Linked DNA regions of Mus musculus: region 2 is linked to region 1. The links are chromatin contacts, called in public HiChIP or PLAC-seq maps. All regions are on one chromosome and are shown on one strand. The core of a region is the stretch at or near the end of the contact, and the rest is flanking DNA. Distances in the headings are between cores, read along the strand shown. Region 1 has its middle 21 kb from the start of Anp32e. Region 2 has its middle 7.9 kb from the start of Adamtsl4.

Region 1 (4,860 bases), core at 2,338-4,837:
CCTATAGTTCAGCAGGTATTTATAAAACAATCACAGGATTATATGGTTTTTCTAGAATGAGCTCAACTTCTCAGCATAGTATGTTAGTTCCCTACATGTGTATCTTGAAACAATAGATTTTTATAAATCCCTAGTTTTGGGTTTATATGATTTATTTCTGAAATGTCTTTTGTCAAGTTATGCTAATGTTCTAATGATTACAGTATAGGGAAAATATTAATTACTAAATTCTTTTTGAGAGGTGGAAGCATTGAGCTATTTTTAACTACAGGTATTCACTGAAATCTGTGGTTTTGTCCTTTTTTGAGGGGATGGGGCATTGCCATTATATTCCTGGCTGTGTAGGAACTCAATGTTTAGACCAGGGTGGCCTTGAACTCAAGATTTGTCCTCATCAAATTCCAAGTTCTCAGATTAAAGGCACTGCGGCAGCCACGCCTTTGTCTTTTTATGCTTGGTGTGCTGCCCCACACCTGTGATCCCAGTGTTAAGAGGCTGAGGCTGGACAATTAGCACAGTTCAAGAGCAGCGTGAGGCTGTCTAAAGACAGACATTACATAGTTTTCTCCTTTAAGGAAAACGACAGGATCAGAAGTTTTGGGTAAAATTATTCAATAATGAGTCAATTTAATGAGGTGGTGTGACTCAAAAGTATTCTTAAGTATGGTTTATTCTTTGTTCTGTTGGGTTTTGAATTACATTTTTTTCCTAGTTGCTGGAGATTTGTTTCCAGTGCTGTTGTGTGATTCAGTGATAGTCTGCAGCTATCCCTCAGACAGCATCCTACCACTGACTGCCGCATGCCTCCCCACATTCTGATCAGCCTGAGAGGAGACCAGAGTATGTCCTGGCCGGACAGCTGCATGCGTTTCTGTTCTATTTAATTGGACAACTCGACTTGAAGGAAAACATCATGTCCCAAAATGGAAATTGCAAAATGAACTCTTATCTCGGGGGAACCTCTAATAAGAAGACTATGTATCTCTAATAAAAATACATTTATTTAGAGACAGGTTCTCGTGAAGCCCTGGCTGGCCTGGAAGTCAGCAGATCACTTGTTTCTGCCTCCAGTGTGCTTCAATAAGGCTGCAGTGCCCAGCCCTGGTAAAATACGTTACAAAGACTTACTGACTGACTTTTAACTTAAGAGTATGTGTGAGCCTTCAGATCCCTTGGAACAAAGATTTTTTGGCTGTGTAAGCTGGTAACTCACCTGAGCCTCTGTAAGAGCAGCAAGTGCTCCTAACTGCAGAGCCACCTTCAGCTCAAGTTCAAGTTGTTCAAGTCTTAGGGCTTCTTAACCTGCTAAGACCCTATAGTAGGGTAACCGTGACTAAGAAAGACGAAGGAAAGTATGTATTTCAGTTAAGTTCTTGAATATTTCCCTGTGTGTGTGTGTGTGTGTGTGTGTGTGTGAGAGAGAGAGAGAGAGAGAGAGAGAGAGCATCATTTGGATGCCTCCTTAGAGAAATGTGCATCCACCATTAAATACATAGACTGTAAGAGGGCCATAATCTCAACCCTACGCACTGCCTATGACTGACTTCCTGGGCAGGGTCACTCCACAGGGCGGAGTGGGTTCTCCACCCAGAGAAAAGAGCATACAATCTTTGATAGCGACATATGATCGGTGTTGGCTTTTACAAACTTCACACTAGAGAACATGAAATCGAGGTTTTGTTTTGTTTTAAGCAAAAACAACCCTCAATGTTAATAAGGTTGGGATTTTATATTAGGGCACACGCTTAGCTACTTTTGGAAGCACCACGCCCATGCAGAGAGCTGTCAGGATTATTAGAATGAATAAAGACCTGTAAATGAAACTGCTTTAAAAGTTTTTTTTTGGGGGGGGGCGTGGTGGCACACCCCTTTAATCCCAGCACTGGGGAGGCAGAGGCAGGCAGATTTCTGAGTCCGAGGCCAGCCTGGTCTACAAAGTGAGTTCCAGGACAGCCAGGGCTACACAGAGAAGCCCTGTCTTGAAAAAACAAAACAAAACAAAACAAAAAACAACAACAACAACAAACGTTTTGTGAGGTAGGATCTTAGTCTAGCCTAGGCTAACCTCAAACAGTTTTGCTTTACCAGAGTGCTGGTATTACATGGCCGAGGAGCCAATGGACACCGTCCCACCTGCGGGCAAGCCACTATCCCACCAACCCCCCCCCCCCTTTTCTGAGAATATTGAGTTAAATCCATCTTTGCAGCTCTGAGAATTATTTGTAGATTAGATTATTTTTCTGGATAAGATTAACAATGAGAATTTTAAAAAATTCGAATTCCAAGTGATTTTACAGATTTTTTATTAGATATTTTCTTTATATACATTTCAAATGCTATCCCGAAAGTTCCCTATACCCTCACCCCGCCCTGCTTCCCTACCCACCCACTTCCAATTCTTGGCCCTGACATTCCCCTGTACTGGGGCATATAAAGTTTGCAATACCAAGGGGCCTCTCTTCCCAGTGTTGGCCGACTAAGCCATCTTCTGCTACATATGCAGCTAGAGACACGAGCTCTGGGGATACTGGTTAGTTCATATTGTTGTTCCACCTATTGTTGCAGACCCCTTCAGCTCCTTGGGTGCTTTCTCTAGCTTCTCTATTGGGGGCACTCACTGATAAGTGGATATTAGCCCAGAAACATAGGACACCCAAGATACAATTTGCAAAACACAAGAAAATCAAGAAGAGGGAAGACCAATGGGTGGATACTTCACTCTTCCTTAGAGTAGGGAACAAAATACCCATGAAAGGAGTTACAGAGACAAAGTTTGGAGCTAAGATGAAAGGATGGACTATCCAGAGACTACCCCACCAGGGGATCCATCCCATAATCAGCCACCAAACCCAGGCACTATTGCATATGCCAGCAAGATTTTGCTGAAGGGACCCTGGTATAGCTGTATGAGGCTATGCCAGTGCCTGGCAAATACAGAAGTGGATGTTCACAGTCATCTATAAGATTTTACAGATTTTATTTTGTAATAAAGCTGTATATATCGGAATATGGGGTTCCCGGGCTGCAGTTCGCAGGAGGTGCTGCGCTAGACGCCAACTTTTAAGGAGACTCTTCTAAGGTCGCGTTTCCCACCGCGATCCCCGGGTCGAGCCAGCGTGCTGCCACGTATCGGGTCTTGATAGGCTTGAACAGGTCATGCCATTTATCTAAATGCTTTTGGAAGTCAGTCCTCTGCCGCAGTCCCTGGGCATATCCCGAGCTTCCAATCTTTATTTTCCGTTTTCTAATTGCTGCTACTACAGCAGAGCGCCCTGCTGGGGTCCGCCAAGAACAGGACTTAGGACAGAACTGCAAATCGAGCACTCGTTCCGGAGCTAGCGAAGGCGGATGTGACGTCAGATCGACTACGTCGGATGCACCTGCCAGGCCTGGGCTCCTGGGAGTGAGACACGGTTGCCCCAGGGGCTAAGGGACAGACTCGACCTGACCGAATCCCATCACAAGGACGCCTTTCTAAACTCCACTGGGCCGCAGCTCTGGTCACGAGGCTCGGCCTCACTCCACCACCCCCCCAACCCCCGCCCCATCCCTTGTCAGAGCTCCCGTGCATGCGCAGTCGCGCCGGAAGCACGGCTCTGGAGTTTCCGCATCACGGACCTCAGGGATCCTCTACGCTGTTCATTGTCCTTCGGGTCTCGCAACGTTTGCCTAATGATTCCCAATTTCAGTGTTGCATCATTCTAAAGCCTGATGTTGAAGACTATCGCCCAACCCTGGTTAGCCAGTAATCGGAAACAGCAACGTTATGTGTCTTCTAAAGAAATGAGGGCTAGTTTTGTTTTGTTGTTTTTGGTTTTTTTTCGAGACAGGGTTTCTCTGTGTAGCCCTGGCTGTCCTGAAACTCACTCTGTAGACCAGGCTGGCCTCGAACTCAGAAATCCGCCTGCCTCTGCCTCCCAAGTGCTAGGATTAAAGGCGTGCGCCACCACTGCCCGGTGAGGGCTAGTTTTTTTGTTTGTTTGTTTGTTTTAATTTAGATTTTATGTGTATGAATGTCTTGTGTGTGTGTGTGTGTGTGTGTGTATCACTCGTGTGCCTGGTGCCCTCGGAGGTATCAGATGCTTGGGAGCCTCTGGGGATTGGTCCTCTGTAAGAGCAGCCAGTGCTGGAACTCACGCTGTAGACCAGGCTAGCCTCGAACTCAGAAATCCGCCTGCCTCTGCCTCCTGAGTGCTGGGATTAAAGGCGTGCGCCACCACTGTCCAGCTTGTTTGTACACATTTTTCACTGACCTTGTCCTCAGGAGCTAACCCTCCTATCTATCCATCCCCTTTCCCTACTCCTGGAACTGCTGCTAATTGATAAAACTTAAAACTACATCAGTCAAGTTGAGCAGGTGCTGGGAGAAAGCACTGAAGAAAACCGACTCCGAGACTACACATAAAACAGGAAGACAGCAGGGCTTGGTGGCGCACGCCTTTAATCCCAGCACTTGGGAGGCAGAGGTAGGCGATTTTCTGAGTTCGAGGCCAGCCTGGTCTACAAAGTAAGTTCCAGGACAGAGAAATCCTGCTTCGAAAAAACAAACAAACAAAAAACACGAAGGCTCTTTCTTTACCGAACGAGTGATTCCAACAGAGAGACTTTGTAAAGGTCCATTACAGAGAGAGTTAGGACTTATTTTTCCGTCTTTTAGTCAATCACAGCTGAAGGTAGTTTGTCAAAAGTATCAAAGTAAAATCATCCTTAAATCCTTTTTATTAGAACCAACGAACCACTTTAGAATGTTTGCATCAGTTTGTTTTGTACAGTAGAAGTTTCTTTGGAGGTCTGAGAAACATGGAAAAGGTCTTGGACTGCAGGCCATCCTAGGCCACATAGCCAGTCCTATCCTCAAAC
Region 2 (5,297 bases), core at 2,212-4,711, 250 kb before region 1:
GATTTCTGAGTTTGAGGCCAGCCTGGTCTACAGAGTGAGTTCCAGGACAGCCAGGGCTATACAGAGAAACCCTGCCTGGAAGAACCAAAAAAAGAAAAAAAAAAGATTTACTTGTTTTCACTTTATGCGTGTGGGTGTTTTGTCTGCATGTCTGTCTAGGCTCGATGTGCATCCCTGGCATCTGTGGCACCAGAGGATGGTGACAGATCCCTTGAGAATGAGCTCCTGCCATGAGGCTGCCGGGAACCAAACTAGGGTTCTCTGCCTGAGCAGTCAGTGCCCCTAACTGATGGGCCATCTCCTCAGTCCTGCTCCTCAGTTTTCTAGGCAGGCCCTGTTATCTCTGTCTATGTTTGTCCTAGGCCTCAAATTTGCTATGGAGACAAGAATGACCCTAAACCCCAAATGTCCTTGCCTCTACCTCCTCAGTGACAGGTGTGGGGCTCCTGTCAGCATTGTTAACGATATATCTTGTGTCCAAGCAAACCTTTTGAGAAGTTCCGATAACTTTACTCAGTCACTTCTTTCCTGCACAGAGTATCTGTAATCCTAGCACTGACAGAGGCAAGAGGATTGAGGGTCCAAACCTGCCCTAGTGACGCAGTGGGTTTAAGTCTGTTTGGGTGTTGCATTAGTCATCATATCAAAGTGAACTATCTTATGTTATCCTTTCTCAAGGAAGGAAGTGCTGGTGCCAATACCAGTATATACAGTTAGAACCCCGGAAGGAATTTGAAACTGTCTGCCTCCGGTGTGTGGACATGGCAACCATTTCCTGAAACTCTGTCCTTTGTCTTTTCCCCTCTCAGAGTCATGGTTTGTTCATCTCTGTTCTTCCACAGGCAATGTTCCATTCACAACTGTGACACGCCTGGCTGGTCGCTAGCCCTGGTTTCCTGGTCCTGTCACATTGTCACACTCATCAATGATGCCCTTTTGACCTGTAAGCTTTGGTTTGACTCAGCTCACTTCCTCACTGTTCCCAAGGGAACCACCACCTCCCGTTGTTCTCTTCCCAGGTTCCTGGATGGGAGACCCTCTACTGTGTGTACTCTGAGTCTATCCGTCTTACCTGGCACACAGTAGGTATTTATTGTAAGGGTGTGGGGTGAGCCCATAAGCAAGAAGTGATAAGTATTTCCTAAACAACTCTGGCCACATTCCAGCACTTTCTGGCTGCTGTCTCATGCCATCGTGGGTGAGCTGGTTCTTGGGCATTGAGACAATGAAGGGACAGGACATGATGTATTGGGTAAGATGAAGACTGAAGTGTGGATGGGTAACCTGGACTCCCAGCTGCTTTGTGAAGTCCAAACTTAGTCAAAAGCTTCAAAGACAGAGTCCTTCCTGATTTTATCTATATTTTCATCTACTAGTGTCTTCCAGCCAGGCCCCGACGTCCTCATGCTGAGTATATTTGCTTGCTGACTGGGTTCTCGGAACAGGAAGTACATACTTAGGGTATTGGATAGACTGACCACACATGACCTTGACCCGAATTAGGGTTACATAATCCTCACTACTATGGCAATTATGTTAAGTGTGTTTGTATGCTTATAAATCTCCCTACATTTTTTTTTTTTTTTGGCTTGGGAAACAAGGTCACTAACTAGAGCTTCTAGATCAGGCTTCTAGAATGTTCTCAGCTGATTGGGAAGGTTTCCCAGATGTCTTTGGTGTTGTCGTGACATAACCATTTTACAGAATTTTGAAAATGTATTGTGTGTATGAGTGTTTTGTCTGCATGGGGATGTACCTGGTACCCATGGAGTTCAGAATAGGAATCCCTTGGCAGTGGAGTTGGCCACCACATGTCAGTGTTGGGAACAGGCCCAGGTCCTCTGCAAGAGGAGCAAGTGTTTTCAACTTCTGGACCATCTCTCCTGCGCCCATTTTACACATTTGATCAAATGGTATCGCTATGATGAAGTAGGGACTAAGTAGCTAGGACTCCTCCTCCTGACACAAGCCACCATGGAGCCCTGTCCCTAAGGGTCTTAATGAACAAAGTAGCCCACACACATTAGGGTTGTGTGGCTGCAAAGCCCACTGTAGTACTCACGACTGTTGCTGTTGCTGAGTGGTCAGTGGGCCTGGAGACAGTGCACGAGAGGGAGCTTTGCCTTCTGTGAGGGCTGTGCTCTTCAGCACTTTACACTTCGGCTTTCTCCTCTATGAAGTCTGGACTATTAACAGAATCCAGTGTATCTATTCATAGGTTGTCATAAAAACTAAAAGAGAAAGCATGTGTGTGAAAGCTGTAGTCACCTACAAAAATAGCACAATGTTATTGTTAATGATGCTATAAGAGCAAGACTATTTCTAGCTGATGTGCCACTTAAAGTTCCCCGTCTTGACACCTGTGGTGCTCAGCTGTGGGTGCCTTTACTGCTGACAGCATGTTCATATACGCTCGGGCTGGGTGACCGTGATGAGCAGTAACACCCAAGCTTCTGTACTCGGGATACTAGGATTGTGTGTGGCTGCCTGGGTGAAACCTGCCTTCTATTCTTGTTGGTTTTTTTTTGAGACAGGGCATCACTATAGAGCCCAGTCTGACTTTAAACTCCTCCTTCCTCTGTCTCCTGAGTGCCAGGATTAGGGGCATTGAGCTAGGACCTCAACCAACTGGAGACCAGGGCTTCTAAACTTAGCAGGTTTCCTGGGCAGAACCTGAGGTCACTCTGGGCTGAGGAGTTTGAATGGGTTTTGAGGACAGATGCTCTGAGAGAGACAGGAGATCATGGGAGGATGGGTGGGCCCTGCCCAGAGGTGGGGAATCAGGCTGTGGCCTCAAAGCGTGTTGAGAATACAGAGGAACCTATTGTTTCGTTCCTCAGCCTGGAACTGCAGTGAACTGCAGCCACAGCTGAACTGTGACCAATTCCCAGATCAATGGCAGATGCTGGGATAAGGGTGGGAAATATTGCCTTTCGTCTGGAGTAAGTAAGATTATATAACCTCACCTTCCTCCTCAAAGTGTCTCTTAGGAGAATAGGATGATTTGTGTGATAACTGGATCTGTCAACTCATTGAAGAAATTAAACCAAGAATGTTCCACGCACAGAGTTCAGCTCTGGAGGTGACAAGGGCTCTGTCAGTCATTGGAGGGGGTGCCTCTTTAAGAAGTAGGGAGAAATGCAAGGAGATGGGAAGGGGGTGAAAGATCAAGCAGAACAAATTATCTCCATTCCCCGGAGCCTCTAACAAGGCATCTTTTCTTCCTGGGCTGTGGTGGGTCGGCCTCGGCCTCTGGCCACAGGTCAGCCTTATCATGGGAATCTTTCCCACATGAGTCTTGCTGTGACGCCTAGGCACTTCCCTGTATCTCCAGAGAGAGCCAGCTCAGTGTCAAATTAATCTTGACAAATGGCCCTGAAGACTTAAGAGCAGCAGACACAGAAGGGCAGGGAGAAGGGCGCAAGCTCTGCTGTGGTCAGAGGTGGGCTGGGCAGCCACAGGAGAGGCAAGAATTTCAAACATACCAAGGGCCTGAAGTCAGAAATAGGAGAGTCCCAGCCTGCTGTGAGGAAACACGCTGAGGCAGGAGGAAACTTGTTTGGCCTCTGACCACCGGCCCCAAACCATGCCAGTGGACAAAGAATAGAGCAAAAAGGGACCATGTCTGCCCCGGTGCTGGCTAGATCTTATTTGCTTACTTACCCCTCAGCTCCATAGCTCATCACCAAGCTTGTCCTTCGGGACTCTGTCCCCTTTCCAGTTTTACCATCCCAAACAGACCAAGCACCCCCAGCTAGGGCCCTGACACCTCCTTAGAGATGTGTGTGGGGACATACCATAGTCACTAAAGAAGACTGTCATCTCCTTGGGACCAACTACTCACCCCAAATCCCAGAAGCCACTGGGTAGCTCTCAATGTGTATCCAATTATTTTTTTTTAAATATCTATCTATCTATCTACCTACTTATTTATTTTATGTAAGTACACTGTAGCTGTCTTCAGACACACCAGAAGAGGGCATCAGATCTCATTACAGATGGTTTGTGAGCCACCATGTGGTTGCTGGGAATTGAACTCAGGACCTCTGGAAGAGCAGTCAGTCTCTTCACCACCGAGCCATCTCTCCAGCCAGAGCTCTAACTCTCTTGCTGGGTGCAGAGAAGTTTGCTGGACACCTGATCCAGCTTTATATGCACTCGCACCAATCTTTCCAACAAGCCCCCTCTGATTTGTTTCCCTAGGACAACTGACTTGCCAGTCTAGGAGTCCACTGCCCGATCGATGTCCCGGGCAGGTATTTGTTTGTTTGTTTGTTTTGTTTTGTTTTGTTTTTTTGTTAAGTTGACACAAGTTAGAACCTAAACTGAGAAAATGCCCCCATGGATTCTCCTGTAGGCCAGTTGTGAGGTCATTTCTTGCTTAGTGACTGATGTGAGAGGGACCAGTCTTCACTTGTGCATGGTGCCACCTCTGGGCTGGTGGTCCTGGAGTTGTATAAGAAAGCAGGCTGAGAATCCCAGGGGAAACAAGCCAGTCGACAGCACACCTCATGACCTCTGTTTTAGTTTCTGCCTCCAGGTTCCTGCCTTGGCTTCCCCTGATGTTGAACTTGTAACCACTGACCCAAATAAACCTTTTCCTACCCCAAGCTGCTTATGGTCATGGTGTTAACCACAATAGAAAGCAAACTAAACCAGAAATTGGTACCAGGTTCATGGGAAATGGCTGTGATAGTTCTGCCCACTTTTTTTCTTCCACTTCAGGAAGGACTTTAGAACTTTGGGCTAGAAAAGCCACTGGGTGTTCAGAACTTAGTAGGTTGTTGTGGGATCTAAGAGGGTAATGCTTTGAGCAGTGTGGACGATGGAGGTCTGGCTTATGACGTTTCAGAGGAAAGTAAAAACTCTATCAGGGCCATTCATGCGTTTATTAAGAATCTGTGGGGGCTGGCAAGATGGCTCAGTGGTTAAGAGCGCCGACTATTCTTCTGAAGGTCCCGAGTTCAAATCTCAGCAACCACATGGTGGCTCACAACCAACCATAACAAAATATGATGCCCTCTTCTGGAGTATCTGAGGATAAATAAATAAATAAATAAATAAAAGAATCTGTGGTTCTGGTCATCTGGAGCTGAAGAGCCAGCTATAATCAATAAGAGGCCAGGACCACTAACATGAAGCCTTTACTGGGATAACTGACACTGGTCAGCTGGGACTGTGATTAACAAGAGACCAGCATCACTGAGGTAAAATCTGGGAATATTTCTGCAGGGTCAGTAAAATGAAAATTGTGGTCAGAGCAGGGCACAGCTGCACTTCATGTTGACAGCTGGACT

Evidence for each region. HiChIP or PLAC-seq counts read pairs in DNA pulled down with a chosen protein or histone mark.
Region 2: a FOXA1 HiChIP or PLAC-seq map of pancreatic cancer cells shows a contact between it and region 1. The contact joins two enhancer-like sites. A contact is called at or near these places in 1 of 115 datasets of contacts at active chromatin or transcription factors (pancreatic cancer cells) and 1 of 9 other capture datasets (adipose tissue).

What each region holds. Positions count from the first base shown.
Region 1 is chr3:95,947,719-95,952,578 of GRCm38.p6, forward strand. No RefSeq gene overlaps it. Among named protein-coding and RNA genes, the nearest start is that of Anp32e, 21 kb to the left of the region's middle. Within about 2 kb of position 3,588, at least 443 of the 459 cell types and tissues checked have an H3K27ac peak or open chromatin away from gene starts, as enhancers often do. A contact at or near this core is called in pancreatic cancer cells, where this site is marked.
Region 2 is chr3:95,693,175-95,698,471 of GRCm38.p6, forward strand. No RefSeq gene overlaps it. Among named protein-coding and RNA genes, the nearest start is that of Adamtsl4, 7.9 kb to the left of the region's middle. Within about 2 kb of position 3,462, at least 120 of the 459 cell types and tissues checked have an H3K27ac peak or open chromatin away from gene starts, as enhancers often do. A contact at or near this core is called in pancreatic cancer cells, where this site is marked.